Linked DNA regions of Drosophila melanogaster: all the other regions are linked to region 4. The links are chromatin contacts, called in public Hi-C and targeted proximity ligation maps. All regions are on one chromosome and are shown on one strand. The core of a region is the stretch at or near the end of the contact, and the rest is flanking DNA. Distances in the headings are between cores, read along the strand shown. Region 1 holds the start of CycK (Cyclin K). Region 2 holds the start of Nubpl (NUBP iron-sulfur cluster assembly factor, mitochondrial). Region 3 holds the start of lncRNA:CR44809 (long non-coding RNA:CR44809). Region 4 holds the start of CG1416.

The links. Hi-C and Micro-C count contacts between places; a contact is called where the count stands out from the background.
Region 1: a contact with region 4 is called in a targeted proximity ligation map of the Kc167 cell line, with 4 times the contacts expected there. A contact is called at or near these places in 10 of 107 Hi-C or Micro-C datasets (the Clone 8 cell line, the Kc167 cell line, the ML-DmBG3-c2 cell line and 4 more) and 4 of 7 datasets of targeted methods (the Kc167 cell line and the S2 cell line).
Region 2: a Hi-C map of the Kc167 cell line shows a contact between it and region 4, with 4 times the contacts expected there. A contact is called at or near these places in 8 of 107 Hi-C or Micro-C datasets (the Kc167 cell line, embryo, eye imaginal disc and 2 more) and 1 of 7 datasets of targeted methods (the Kc167 cell line).
Region 3: a contact with region 4 is called in a targeted proximity ligation map of the Kc167 cell line, with 4 times the contacts expected there. A contact is called at or near these places in 2 of 107 Hi-C or Micro-C datasets (the Kc167 cell line and the S2 cell line) and 2 of 7 datasets of targeted methods (both in the Kc167 cell line).

What each region holds. Positions count from the first base shown.
Region 1 is chr2L:22,127,990-22,131,668 of dm6, forward strand. CycK (Cyclin K) reads right to left here and starts at 2,153. Exons shown (of 1, transcript NM_001299202.1): 1 at 1-2,153. The coding sequence starts at 1,734. The coding sequence ends at 532. It overlaps lncRNA:CR43241 (long non-coding RNA:CR43241), which reads left to right and starts at 3,232. Exons shown (of 3, transcript NR_048038.1): 1 at 3,232-3,458; 2 at 3,514-3,679. It also overlaps the pseudogene CR43240 and a transcript of CG42748 not described here.
Region 2 is chr2L:22,237,517-22,241,381 of dm6, forward strand. It overlaps Nubpl (NUBP iron-sulfur cluster assembly factor, mitochondrial), which reads left to right and starts at 2,400. Exons shown (of 2, transcript NM_001273759.1): 1 at 2,400-2,587; 2 at 2,638-3,865. The coding sequence starts at 2,416. The coding sequence ends at 3,347. It overlaps lncRNA:CR43765 (long non-coding RNA:CR43765), which reads right to left and starts at 2,197. Exons shown (of 3, transcript NR_073822.1): 1 at 2,178-2,197; 2 at 1,911-2,108; 3 at 1,667-1,841.
Region 3 is chr2L:22,167,954-22,171,643 of dm6, forward strand. lncRNA:CR44809 (long non-coding RNA:CR44809) reads left to right here and starts at 1,715. Exons shown (of 1, transcript NR_124437.1): 1 at 1,715-2,251. Clamp (Chromatin-linked adaptor for MSL proteins) reads right to left here and starts at 1,190. Exons shown (of 7, transcript NM_001014498.3): 1 at 935-1,190; 2 at 427-690; 3 at 167-367; 4 at 1-113. The coding sequence starts at 582.
Region 4 is chr2L:21,756,014-21,759,940 of dm6, forward strand. CG1416 reads left to right here and starts at 1,997. Exons shown (of 4, transcript NM_136277.3): 1 at 1,997-2,346; 2 at 2,429-3,065; 3 at 3,218-3,353. The coding sequence starts at 2,199. It overlaps step (steppke), which reads right to left and starts at 1,453. Exons shown (of 11, transcript NM_001273749.1): 1 at 1,151-1,453; 2 at 541-614.

The DNA.
Region 1 (3,679 bases), core at 903-3,402, 370 kb after region 4:
ATTTAAAAATTTTTAGATTTTTCTTCGTTTTATTGTTTGACTTGCCAATTTTTATCTGCATACCAAAAACACTGGCCACGCCCCTCCTTTTACATACAAAACCCCCAAAACTGCCACGCCCACACTTTTGAAAAATTGTTCTCACATATTTCTCATGTTTATCTTCCACTGTTATAAACTTCGCCGTTACTCCAATTCCGCTTTGTCTCAACGTTTCGCCAATTTTAATAAGAATCTATTTTTGTTAGTGCCCCAATGTCCAAAATATTTTTTTCTAGTTCATTTGGTTTTATTCAGTTTTGGAAACATCATTTCAGCAAAATTCTGCTAACAAGTACATGTGAAAGGGTAAGGACTTAAAATAAGGGAATAAAAATCATTGATAAATACCCCGGGACAATATTGGGCCTAGAGTGTAACCAAAAAAGAAAACCGAACCGTACGAAGATCCCCGCTCTAAATCCTATTCCGAACGGTTCGCTAGTTTTAATATACAAATTTTTTTTACTTGTTTATTAGTCATTGCATCTACTAGTAGCGCTGCTGCGATGGACGCCCACCGGCGTTGTAGTATCCACTGGCTCCTGGAGGCAAGCTAGGCGGCATTGGTGGTGGTGGTGCAGCGCTCCCGCTATAGTGTCCGACCACTGTCTGCTGGACTCCCCATCCGGAAGAGGGGTACGGCGGCATAGGCACTACCGGCGGGGGCGGCGGTGGAGGAGCATGATAAATGTGGTACCCGGATGGCTGACCTGGTGGTGTTGGGCCCTGTAACAGGTTCTGGGAGTCGCTAGGACCAATGATTGGCACGCCACTGGCTAGGGATTTAATGCTCTGAATGTTGCTAACTTCCAGCACGCCACCGTTGCCACATACGGGGGGCGGCGGCTGTTGTGGAACGGAAAGTGGTCCAATACCCGTAGAATTGGTAAGCTTGCCGGATTTTGGACTGTCGGCTCTGCTTGGTGGCTTTTGGGGCGGACTGGTTGGCTGGAGCGCTTCTTTTTGGGTTGATTGGTACAGGTCCAGAACTTGGTGGCAGATGTCTTCGAGTATTTCCATCGTTACATCAGACACAAACATATCCCACCAACGCTGCTGCTGTGGCTGGCGGCCCTCCCAGTCTTGCACAGTGAATTTGCTTAGCTTGCTGGCCAAATGGATAAGAGCCACGGCGATAATCTCCGGCTCCCACTGTAGACAAACTACTGTGCTGAGAGAGTCGTTGACGAAGTTCCACGCCATTTGCACCATCTTTTGCAGCTTCTGCTGGTCGCCTTTGAAACACTTAGCGTACTTTAGGAGAAAGGTGTAAGGATGCTCTACTTGCAAATCGAATTTGATGGTCTGCAGCAGAATACGCTCTAGCGTCATCACCTCCTCCTTAGGGTCGTCGCCAAACGAGTAGAAGTAATTGTCGGTAAGGATGCCACGCGCAGTTTTAATAATGTCGCGACACTTCTTTGGCGTCTCCTCCACCTTGCCAGCAAAGAACAGGCAGCAGCACGCAGTCACGTACCGGGGGAAACTCCGGAACGAATGAAACATGTAAAATCGGTGAAAATATACAACGCCGGTGGCCATCGTGTTGTGGCCCAAGCCCATTTTGGTGCCACATTCCATAATAAATCGAGCACCTTCTTTTCTGTACCGCCGCTCCGTTTCGAAGCTTATTCCATCCAAGATCGAGGGCGTCTCCCGCAGCTCCTTTTTGTCGTAATACCAGCACGGCATCGCGGCAATTTAGGCTGCGGGTACTACCAGTAGTCCGCGTCGTTGGAAGGAATTTGTGTTAAACCTTTAGCCAAATGGTTGTCAGCATATGCGCGTCCTGGAGCCGATAAGCGCTTTTGTTTATTGTAAATAAATCAGTTTTCGATTTTTATGTTCACTTGCAGTGTTACCATGTCTACGACGATGAAGAAAAAAACTTTATTGGAAGCCCCTTTTACACCAAGACCACGACGATTTTGAGTATATGGAACAACTTTATTGGTAAATAGATAACGCAAAAATTTTCGATCTCTTGCGGGTCAAACTGAATATTTTTTGTGCGTTTGCTAGTTTTGGTGACTTAATTTTGGGATATAATTAAACAGATATATTTACACGTGGTTTTGGCCGTCCTTTGACTGTTACGAGGAACAAATGGGATGTTTACACTGGAATCGCATTTCCATGTTTTGGAGATATCAAACCAAGCATAGGGATTAGTGATGGGAATTGCGCAATTTGTTTTGTTGTTAAATGGTATATTGAAATAATTCATTATGTATAATCCTACTGGATAACAAGTATTTCAATTTAAAGCATAGATAGCATTCGTTAAACATTATAAAATGTAATAACAAGATTATGAGCAGTGTAAGCGCTTTCTATTTAATAGTAATTACTTCTAGTAATGTGGTGATGAATTTATTATAACCGTTAGTCGTATTTTCGTATTCCGACCATTTAAGGTATATATATTCTTGATCAGGACCAATATCCTAGTCGATCTGACTATAATTTAATTAGTCTTTTTAATTTCTATCGATTTGTCAATAAAATTTTTGCCACGCGCACTCTAACGCCCTAATGCCACACTTTGGAACAATTTTGAAATTTTTTATCATTTTATATCCCATTATCTATCGATATTCCATAAAATTGATGCAATTTCGCGTTTGTATTCACACTAGCTGGTAACGGTTATTTGATAGCCTTGGAACTCGACTATAGTATTCTTTCTTTTATTATTAATATAAACGCGAGTGATGGCACTATAATTTTATTATGTTTCTATATTTTTTATGTTTCTATAATGTGTGTTAAATTCTTAAAAATCGATATATATCACTCAAATTACATAATAATGGAAAACCGAAACGTGAGCTTGATAGAGCGAAACAACCAAATCAGTCGAGATGCTTCTTTTTAACGTAGAAAATGTTATGTATATTTTTCTTTGAATCATGCACTTAGGCTAGTGAACATATTTTCAAACCTTACCGCTCAAGTGATCATTGACTTAAATAAAATTTTACAAAACTCAAAGAACATCCAGCAGCACGCAGACACGTATCAGGGGAAACTCAAGAATGAATGAAACACGTAAAATCGGTGAAAATATACAACGCCGGTGGGGATCGTATTGTTTTAATAATATTATATTTTTTAATGAAGTACAGATAATATGGAATTGACTTTGATTGAATTTAAAAATGTATATTAAAATTTATCAGTGATAACAAACATTTTATATTTCTTTCACCAAGTGATTCAGTATATGTATACAATTCTAGTATTTTAACTTCTATTTAACGAGCACTTAGGGAATGTGAATTTCCGTCATTCGACTGCGCCAATTGCATGCTAAGTATTTGGTTGCGGTTAACAACCAAGGCCGGAGTACCCCCAACGTTGAAAACTATCTACGTCTCACAAGACAAGCAATTACGATCTCGAACTTCAAAAAGGTAAACAAACCCAAATGTTGTGCAAATTCTAACGTTTGATCACCCCTGATCGCAGATTCCGTCTATGCGGATTGTGTTGTTATCCTGGGAAAGCTACAAATACCGCGTATAAATTTGCTATATTCGTAATTGGGTTCGAAGCTAAGCGATGCCCAGCCTACCAGTTCGGCGTACACGGAAGGATTCCCAATTGGAGAACGATGACGATCTTGGTCGTATTG
Region 2 (3,865 bases), core at 1,150-3,649, 480 kb after region 4:
GTGATTACAACAGGTGGAACTGGGTTAAAGTTGAAAGGAAAATTTCTAGGACCTTATAAAGTTGTTAAGATAAACAAGCACGCAAGGTATGACGTAGAAAAACTTGGAGAAGGCGATGGACCTTTTAGGACATCGACAGTCGCAGAATATACGAAGCCGTGGGGAAATTCATTCGGGTCGAATGATGTATCAGGAGGGCCGATTGTGGGAAATGAACAAGATCAGGGAACTAAAATGAACGATGAAAGACAGAGCAAGAGAGTAACGCGCAGTGGCAACGCTTATTAACGAAAAAACCAAAAAGGAGGGACTTCGAGTAGAATGGTGAACGAGCAAGTTTTTCAATCGCGCTATATACTTATACAACTATTATTATAAATAAAATAATAATAAGCAAGAACTATTGTCATTAAACAATATAAAGTGTACTATAAACAATTGTCATTAAACAATAAAGTAACACTATAAAGTAAAATTACTACATGTATGTTTCACTACCTATCCTTTTTTTTTAATACAAAGGCCGTTTCTGCCTGCTTCGTTTTTTTTTTCGGAATTGAAGCAGCATGTACGAGAAGTACTAATTTGCTAATTTTTTTAGGTTGAGGCTCTGCATATTCAAATGTTAACTGTTTTCGACCAGCTTTGCATAGTGTAATTTCTGGCTATGAATAACGACAACAATTTTAGACGGAAGCCACAATTAATGATTTCGTTTGAATTTCCTTAAGTGCTTGTTCACATAAGAACTAAATTGGTTCACTTTCCTTAAAATTGTAATATTTTGCTCTTTAGGCACAAAGTTCTCTTCTAAATATAACTGTTAACAGCGTCTGCATCGTTGTTGCTCCAAACACTCAGCTGCACTTCATGACTAAACTCATACACACCTACAACATAAAATGTTTCGTAAAAAAGGGCAAATTAGGAATCCAAAAATGAAAGCAGCATTAAAATATCAGTCACAAAAAAAATTACATTTATACCAAAATTTGCGGCTTTTAACCCATAGTTGCCGCAATGGCAACAATTTATTCAAGACCCTTAGTTCCTCTTTTAAAACATCCTGACGACCTTGAAGTACTAACGCCAGTGCACTTCTTAGGCACTGCCCCCCTCGCCTTGTTTGCTGAGCCTGATTTCACAAAATTAAATCTCAACCGATTGGATCGCTGGCAGCGAATCACTTACTACCAGTTAATATCTAACGCTTCTTCAGCAACGTTCCAAATGGCGAGCACAGAAGACAGACGTTCAAATCGATAATGTCCTTTTAGTAAAAGACGAAAACCTGCCACCCCTCAAATGGCCACTAGCTCGAGTAATAAATCTGATCCCTGGACTCAATGGCGTCGCACGAGTTGCTGTTCAATAGAGCCGTCGCTAAACTTTGCGTTCTACCCAAACAGGATGATGTTGTCAGCTAGAGTCCACCAACGGGGGGAGGATGTTTGGTTATGCAGCCAAACTCTTATACACTGATGACGCAATTTTGACTTACCCATTTATGGATTGTTTTTCTTTTTTATTGAAATAAAAATCTATAAACAACAAACTGCATTCTATATAAACTTTTTATTTATAGAATTGTTAAACTTTTAAGGGAAAAAAATTTCCAAAGCTCTCGCTCAAGCCGTTTTCCAAATATCTCACGTCAAATATTTTTGCTCAGGGGGCGCTAACCTGGTTTTAATTTTTATTCTGTGAAACTTGCTCATTTGGCTTCTGCATTCAGTTAACAATTAAGTGTTGATCGCACCGGTATTGCTATGATACACTTTAACTCAATCGGTTCGGTACGGGCCGCCGTTCGATATACCCTAAATAGACCCTAAAAAAAACTGAAATATTACTTGAAAAATTAACTTTAGCGTGTTTATAAATTGCCACACCACTTCTCCACCACTTGCCTCAACATGTTCTTCATCCAAGCTTGGCGAGGTTCGCCGAAAAATGTGACAGTTTAAATGTCAGCGGCAGGCAGAGACTTTTCACAGAGTAAACCGTTTTACGAGTATTCTTGTACTGCTGTTACTACTGTTGTTCCACTGTTGAGTTTTGACTGGTTTATTTGAATTACGTGGTAAACGTGGTCTAACGTGGTATTCCTATCGTAAACAAACTGCTCGCTATAGACATTCATTAGATGGGTTATAATAGTATTAATAAATATATACCGTCCAGTAAAAATACTCGCTTTCCCAGTTTTTTAATCTGCTCAATCGGTCGCTTCAGTCGCCAAAGAAAAATGCTAAATACCTAGGAATATTAATTGAGCTATCGAGAATTATCGAAAAATGACTTCGCAAAATAGGAATGATGGAAATGTGTGAGAATCGGCTATAAAGCTGTCGTCGCTGTTTTCACTATGAGTTTTATTTTTAGGATGGAAAATAAATTTATCGTTTTGTAACAATGGAGCGTCTATTGATCAACACGATATGGCGCTCCTACGCAACAAAATTAACTGGGTCCCAGGTGAAGTTAATGGCGCGGGGATTGCCTAAAAAGCAACCGATTATTGGAGTACAAGATATTATAGTCGTTGCCTCTGGAAAGGGTGGTGTTGGAAAAAGCACCGTGGCAGGTGTGTACTCACATATTTCGATTCATGGGTTATTGGAGTCCTTTTCACAGTTAATTTTGCCTGCAGCTTGGCAAAACTAGGAAAGCGAGTAGGATTGCTGGACGGGGATATCTTCGGGCCTACTATTCCACTTCTCATGAATGTCCATGGTGAGCCGGTTGTGAACGATAAGAATTTGATGATCCCGCCGCAAAACTACAATGTAAAGTGCTTGTCTATGGGCATGCTGACACCTGTAGAGACCTCTGTTATCTGGCGAGGTCCTCTTGTAATGTCAGCAATACAACGACTGCTAAAAGGTACTGATTGGGGGCTTCTAGATGTCCTAGTTATAGATACTCCACCGGGCACTGGAGATGTACATCTCTCACTATCCCAGCATGCACCTATCACAGGGGTTATCCTGGTAACAACACCTCATACTGCAGCTGTTCAGGTGACCTTGAAAGGTGCAAGCATGTACGAAAAGTTAAATGTTCCTATCTTTGGCGTAGTAGAGAACATGAAGTACACCATTTGTCAGAACTGTAATCAACGATTGGAGTTTTTTAAAGACAGCCGTATAAGTTCTCTACCGCGCAAGCTAATTTCTCTTCCGTTAGACTCACGAATAGCGGATAGCAACGAGAGTGGAGTGCCTGTTGTAATAAAATATCCGGACAGCAAGTACTCTTATCTATTTACCCAATTGGCTGAGGAGATTACACAAATACTTAACGAACAAAGATGTAATCAAAATCAAAATAACAGTGCACATTAAAAAAAATTTGTGTATATCAAAAATTCTTATTACTTACATTTGTTATGCTGTACCGCTAAAACCAATAAAGTTATCAGGGGAAAGGGACTGTTGTTTCGTTTCCCGCATTTACATTAAACAACACACCACAAAACCATGTCATGCTTCACAGCTAAGACTAAGAGAAGGTTTCAAACTAGTTCTGCTTTTTGTGGATTGATTTTTGCTGGTAGTTTCAAAAATGTAACGCCAACTAGCTGAAATCCTCTTCTGGCTTCTTTAATCTAGATTGCTCATCTTGTCTGTGACAGATACAATCTTCATGTTTAAATATGCCCTCCTATAGCAAAACGTGTCCCGGATATTAACCATCTCCACGCTTTCAAACAGGCTCTGAATTCGTGCGCTTGTGAGAATTACTATAGTATTCGCACCTCTAAATTTGGATATACACAGCCATTTCTAATGCTTTTTATCCATCCATTTATCAATGGTAAATTGTCAGTTTTGGCATCATCAACTTAAGGATGACAACCTAT
Region 3 (3,690 bases), core at 465-2,964, 410 kb after region 4:
TGTTGCTGCTGTTCCCCGTCTGTATGCATCCGCTTATGAGCATTAAGAAGTGCCAAATGAGGGAACATATCTGAACATACGTCACACTTAAAGCTTATGTTGGATATGGTGTTCTGCAAAGAAGAAAATCTTTAGGCTTTGCTTAACGAGTCTTCCTTTTACATACAGCTGCAATTGGCTTATTTTGATTGACAATCTGGATGCGGCCTTGTGCGTCTACCGTGGCGATGCCAAGAGCTGCACCCTGATTGAGAGGCATTCCGTTGACCAGGGCGTAATTGTATCCGCCCACGGGCTGGGCTATATAACACGTCTTATTGTCGTCTGTGGTGGCCAGCTGTGCGAGATTGACGGTACCGCCATTGCCCTATGTGAAGACAATATGAAAAGTCAGCACCAATAACATATAGTAAGTAAACTACTTACATTTGTCGTGTAATAGAAGGTAGGCTGCTGCTCCGTTTTTTGGCCCTCTATTTTGGGCTGTTTAAGAATGGTGCCATCCGCCGTCTGGTATTGAATTGTGGCCGGTTGCCCATTAATGGCATTTGTGAAGATAATGTTTTTGGTAAGGTCTTCCATGGTCCCCAAAATTCGAGTATGCTCAAAAATTAACTTTTATCATACGTTGGCCTTTTATTTACTGCAGCTCTGTCGCGCTTTTCAACACTGCATCACGCGACGCTAATTCTATAAAAGAGAAAAAGAGATGAATATAGTGCCATAGGAACCCAGCGAAAACGACTGATTAAAAATGGCGACGGTGAGACAAAAAATATGTACATACGCGACACAAAACATACACAGACGAACGTTTAATGCAGCAGCTCTTTACATTAACAGACTCTAGTATCTAAACTGGAGTCTAGCACATTTGTTTTTTTATCATACAATATTACACTACATGTGTTATTTTTTTCATTATTAAAATTACCTTTTACGCAACCGGACCACACCATAAATTGCGCACTGCCTGCTCCACAATAAAATTGTTAAGATTTGAGTGGTGTAAAATTGTATTCGTGAATTGATAACGTATTTTAACGATATATTGTTTGGAATAATACAAGATATATATTTAAATAGTGTTATCTTTTTCTAACAAATTCCAGCACTTTAACTTTCAGTCCATCATTTTTTACGATTGCTAAAGAGAGATGGAGACAGAACAACGCTCAGAGATAGAGCAGACGAGCAGCAGTTTTACTTTTTAAAAGTGTGACCGTTTCACGACTCATGAAAATAATCATTTCCCTCGAAAATATACCAAAATTCACAAAGAACTGGTAGGATTTCTTAGAGCCCTTTTACACTAATTCGATAACTCAGAAAACATAAATATTTTTATATACGTTTTGTACTTCGTAATTTGGATTACATCACATGTTGTCTTACATGTTGTCTCTTACTCAAAAGGCAAACGCTACGATCAGTAGAATCTGGCTGTTACTAGCTTTCGAAAAGAAATATCTTGTGCTGAGCTGCGTTAAAAACACGTTTTAAATTTATTGAGACTTAACTTTTAATATTCTACAAGCTAAGGTAACACTGTAAGAGCAAAGACACTAGAATATTCTAGTGTCTTTGGTAAGATCATGGGCCATGGTTGATAACAAATTCCATAAGATAACGAAATTTTACAGGCACTCGACTTTTAACTAATTCTTAAAGATTCCATATAAAACGTACTTATTTTTGTATACTTAAATCTTTTAGGAATTCCTATTTATCTTTATCACTCGATGTAGGGGAGTGAGTTAAGGGACAACAGATTTTTTATGCCCCACGTAGTGACGCAAGTTATCCAACCCATAAATATAGCACTCTACCAAAAGCTAAACAAATTTCTAACTCCAATCTCAGCAGCGTTGCCTTTGCCCTTGTTTTTGACGCCAACACTTAGCCACCCGATATATAACCAAACTTAAAGTAAACACAACTTCCACTTGGAGACCAAGCCATGGTCAACTTATTGCGCTTCAGTCAAACTGCGTCAGTCAGCAAATTTGAATTTCACAATGCTGGGAAATAATTTCAGTGTAAAGCTTTTATCCTAAACATATTAAAAAGCTTAAGAGAATCCTAAAGAAAAGCTTCTGGCCGAGGTTGAGTGGATTAGGATTAAGATTTAGAAGATCAGTCTGAGTCGGGACGAGATCGTGAACAGCTTCAAATCAAAGATAAGCTAGTAATAAAGTGTCTTGTAATAGTATAAGTGAGGAAGTCTGTCGCCGAATAAATATTAATTAATAAAAAATAAAAACTATTCTTTTAAATAATTAAATAGCAGCAATTTTAATTCGCATACGTTTTGGTTTTGAGCTTAAGATCCTGGATGAACAAAGTTCTGCGAGTCCTGTTTGGTGTTGGAAAATTTCAGCTTCCAAAAGATTTAAATACTCTCGGCGCCCAAATTCAAAAATTTATTAGTGTTGGCAAGGCAACCAACGTGGTCAAATGTTTTTTATGACAACAGCATTTAAGGGAATGTCTTGAGATAGTAAGCTTATTTATTAGCTATTTTTGAGGAATGAAAAGACAAGTTTTATGGTAGTGATTTCGAACGATTATGTGTATGGTTTTGGAAAAAATTATGTCAGAAGGAACGGAAGGAAGCGTTTCGGGCATTATAACGTGCTTATATTCTTGTCTTCGGCTACCAATCCTTCTGTTCGTATACTTTTGAAAAGTTCTTTATCTTAAAAAATTAAGTTGTTTTTCTTGATAATTTGTATTGATATGCTTGAACTATTTCGCCACGACCAATTCAACACCCAAAACTTTTTGTTTTCATTGTTTATATTTTGCATTCCTTCTGGCTGTGTAAACGGTATCTCAATGTCCAACAAATTTGCTTAAGCGTTCTCTCTTATTTAAAAATAATTTGGTGGTAATAGAACTTAAATGAAATATATGTATATCTGTTTAGCTGCTTGTGATGTAAAAGAAATTAGAAATTAATTATGTGTTTACATTAAGATATATATCTTTCCCGCTTTTATTCTGTGTTCAAACCGCATGTGTTTTATATCGGCTTAATATACATATGTATGTCGGAGATTGAGTAGATCTAACGCAGTATTTGAATGTAACCGAAATTATGTTTTTGAACCGTTATGTTAAGAATGAGTTAAGAGTAATGAAATTCATGGAAATCGTTCCGTTATTGAGTAAAAATCCTTTGTGTATGTATTCAAATGAGCATGGCGCCAGTTGTTGTTTTGGTAGAGTTTCGTGGAAACGAAGTGAGGATGAAATAATTCAGTGAAGTTGAGGAATAGAAGAAAATCATCGAGGGCAACAACACACGTGTTAGACTTAAATGGCTCCAAGTGTAAAGTTATGACCTTTTGTCGTGCCAACCCAATACGCACGACTTAAACTCCTTAAACCTCCTTGGTTTAATAAAGAGTTGACACACCTAAGAATTGTAAAGTCCAGACTCTATATAAAATTTAAAAATACCGGTTCTCAGTCCACCCTCTGTAAATATTTAAGCGCTAGGTTAAGCTTTACCGGGCTTAATGATCAGTGCTACAATAATTATTTAAACCGTTGTAAGTTCCAGTTTGCACAGGATCCGAAACAGTTTTATAATTTCGTTAGCACTAAGCGAAAAACAAGTTCTTACCCTTCCTCGTTATTTTTAGAAAACACTACGGTTACATCGGATCAGGCAATAGCCCTATT
Region 4 (3,927 bases), core at 747-3,246:
ACTAGCCGCCAGATCACAAATCTTCCCGCATTAAGGAGTTAAAAAACAACCTAAGTAGAAAAAAAAACCAAATTGGTCTGGCTTATAGGTATTCATAAAATTTTATAAATACATATAAATGCACATATGCTACTCAACAACATAAAAATCGACTCTCTTGCCCACTATCTCTCTTCTTAATGTTTTTATTGTATTTTTTTTTGGGATATTTACTTTCGATTATTTGCTAAATTAATTCTTAGCACCAACAATAATTTTACCATCATTTTTATTATCGGTTTATTAAAATTTATATATTTTAAGATTAATCGTTCATATAAAAAAATTCAGAGCCCGTCAAGCCCTCCCTACAAAGGCTCTGGAATAAGTCTAGTGTCTTTGCTCCCTCTCTGTCAAATCACCTAAAAAGAAGCTGGCAAAAACTCCAGACAAAAAGACATCACGAAATTGTTTTTCTGTATACTACAAGTGTATACGAATATGTTCTTAAATCGTTGTTTCCAAAATTAAAAATGTATGTATATATTGATGGTCAATTACCTGTATTTCGAGTAAAAGTTCCTGCTTCTTGCGTCGCAGCTCAATCAGCAGTTTTTGCTGCTCCGGTGTAAGTTCTGCAAGAACGAGATGCGAATCAATAATAAATTCATATACTTGTTTCTGGGCATTTTGTAAATTGTATCGCAACACCAACAGTAAAAATAAAAAACACCAGAGCAGCATTCCAGGCACACGCGCCCAACACACATACACACGTGCATACACGAGCTGTTTGCGATGCGATGAAAGCATCTTGTAGGCTACGTCACTAGCTTAGGCCGATAAACAATTTTCACTTGTCGAAACCACAATGGATTGCTAATTGTGCAAATTGGCTTATTAGCGTTACCAAAGCTCTTCGGACTTAATTCTGACGAAGGCCAAAAACGAGAACGCAATGTACATATGTACATAATATACATACATATGTGCACTAACATTTCACCTAGCACACAAGTCTATACATACAAATGTTGCTTGTTGCTTCTCTTATTTTGTAGTTGTGGGTATCCCAATTTGTGATCTTAATAAAATTTTATCAATACAAAGATTCGTATTCTGTTCATGCTAGGCTATATCCTTCGGGCCAGCAAAAGTATCTGCTGTTTACCTGGCATTGAGAATTCACTGCGCCCCTTTGATATGGCACCGTACGATCTGTTGTCGAAATTGTCCATTGCGCTAATCATCGCGGAGCTACTGAGCTACTACACACACTCTCGCGCACACGACACACACTCTAGTTGTACATTTTTCACCAGCAGTTGGCTAATTTTTAAGGCTTTTCATTGAACAATCAAAGACGAACGGATAATAAACAAATCAACACCAAAAAAATTCTATCGCCATTTTCTTTCAGCTCTCCACTAGGGATGTGCTGAATTCAGCTATCGGTTGAGTAAACAACTGAAAAATAACAAGTGCATGCTGACTTAAGCTGGGTGTTACGCGAGCTCTGTGTGGCCACTTTTAAAATATCCTGATGCCACTGCATCTTGTAACCAAACGTAAGAACTTTTTAATCAGTAGAACTAAAAAAATTAGGGCTAATTATTTACTTGCAACAATACATTAAATATTTTTAGGGGTACACTTTTTCAGAGATTAGAGCAGACCTTATCTATTTCAAGACAAATAGCTTGAAAAGCTGTAAAACAACTTTGTTACATCCATTATGGTGTGATTTGCGGGAATCGGCTATTACCATTTCGAAAATTGTTTGTTACAAGTTAAAAACATAAACTTAAAGTTTTGGACGTACATAAAAATATAACATTAAAACAACCTTGTTATAAAAAAATACAATACCACCAATACTTACTGTCCATTTTAAATCTGTTAAAAAATTCACTGAACGAATACGTCTTTCGTCATAACTCCATTTAAAATATCGTCAGGAAATTTACACATCATTTCGTTTTTTTAACGGCACAAACACCTCGGACTTGGTGGCAACGCTGCCAACATATGTGTGCACTGGCATCGATAATTTTTACATCCCTATTTTGAACCGCAGAATTCTAGAAAATTCCACTCGCTGGCCATAGTAATTGTCCGAATTAGTTTAAGCTAAGACTGCCGGATCAAAAGTAAACCAACATCTTCCATCTTTTCATAAAATTGAAGACAGTTTCATACAATTCTACAGTAAGAAAGCGATGGCCAAGTGGGGAGAAGGAGATCCGCGCTGGATTGTGGAGGAGCGGCCCGACGCCACCAACGTGAACAACTGGCACTGGACGGAAAAGAACGCCACGCCATGGTCCAAGGACCGCCTGCATCAGCTTTTTCAGGATTTCAAAATAGGCGAGTATATAAGAATTTGTAGTAGTGTAGAACATACATTTTAGGTATATCCTAACCTAAAAGTAAACTTCTCAAAACGCAGGGCAAAGCGACATTGAGTGTGCCGTGGACTCCGTGGACAAATGCTCCGGGGAGGCCACCGTGAACAATCGCAAGGGCAAGCTCATATTTTTCTACGAGTGGGAGCTGGTGCTCAAGTGGTCTGGAAAGCTCCTAAAGAACAGCAAGCTGATCCACAAGGGCAAGTTAACCATTCCCAATCTCTCCGAGGAGAACGAACTAGCCGACGTAGAGATCACGGTGACAATCGACGAGTCCAACGACGAGTCGGAGACCCTGAAACAGTTCATGTACAACGTGGGACGAGACCGCGTGCGGCAGCAACTGGCTTCCTACATCCGAGAGTTGAAGGAGGAGTACTCCAAGAACCTTATCCTACCAAAGAAGGGCGACGAGGCCGGAGCGGGAAATACTGTGGCGAATTTTAAGGATGCCAACAATACCCGTAATGCAGCCCAAAATATCGCTTTAAACTCCTCGGTGGCGGCTCCTAGGCTGAAGAACTCTGGCATCGGCTGTAAACTGGACGTTCGCACTCTCTCGATGACCGAAGAATTTCACTGCAGCGCCAATGACCTTTACAACGCTCTCACAAAGCCAGAAATGGTCACTGCCTTTACGAGGGCACCTGCCAAAGTAGATGCCGTGCGCGGTGGAGAGTAAGTTTTTGTCCCTGGTCGTTTTATTTTACCATCACATCAGGACCGTTTGTGTCGTCATTTAGTAATCTTGTTATGAATAACCATAAATTTCGCCCCTCGCCCTTGTCTTCACTTCTTTATGGTAAGTAATCTTTTGTCTTTTATTGTAGATTTATTCTTTACGGAGGCAATGTGCTCGGAAAATTCGAAGAGCTCGTCCCTGAAAAAAAAATACAGCAGAGCTGGCGTCTGAAAAACTGGACATCTGGTCACTACTCAAACGTTGTCATAGAGCTGGAAGAAACTGTAAGTTACTAGGACAACGAAAACTAGATATATTATTATTTATTTTTTTAAATTGACCCGCTTAGTGATCCTGATTAACAATATACGATATAATTTTCAAAGAATGTAGTACTCCTTATCAGTCAATAAATAACGCGTATAAGACCATATTCCTACGGGCCTCTAAATTCGAAATATTTACAAAATTTTATGTGCACAAAGAAAATAGTAATATGAAAAAAAAATAACTTTGTGATTTGTCTATTTATTATTTATTGGTTAAGAAAAAAATTAAATTCGTTACAATACGTCGGATTTAAACTTATGAATGTAATGATTTTGGTTTAGTACATTTTTGAAATTTACATTCAGGTTAAATTCCTATTAATACCTAATTACATTATATGATGGAAACCAGCAAATTTGGTTAAAAACGATGTAAAAGCTCGAATCTAATCTAAAAATAAATTCCTGAAGTAAGGGTTCTGCGAAATAGGATGAAACGGATAAAAAACTCTGTATGCCCGTAGAGAAATATGGTCTAGTAGATTCGTTGAAGAATATTTAACAGGATGAAGTGAACTTTTCCGACGCT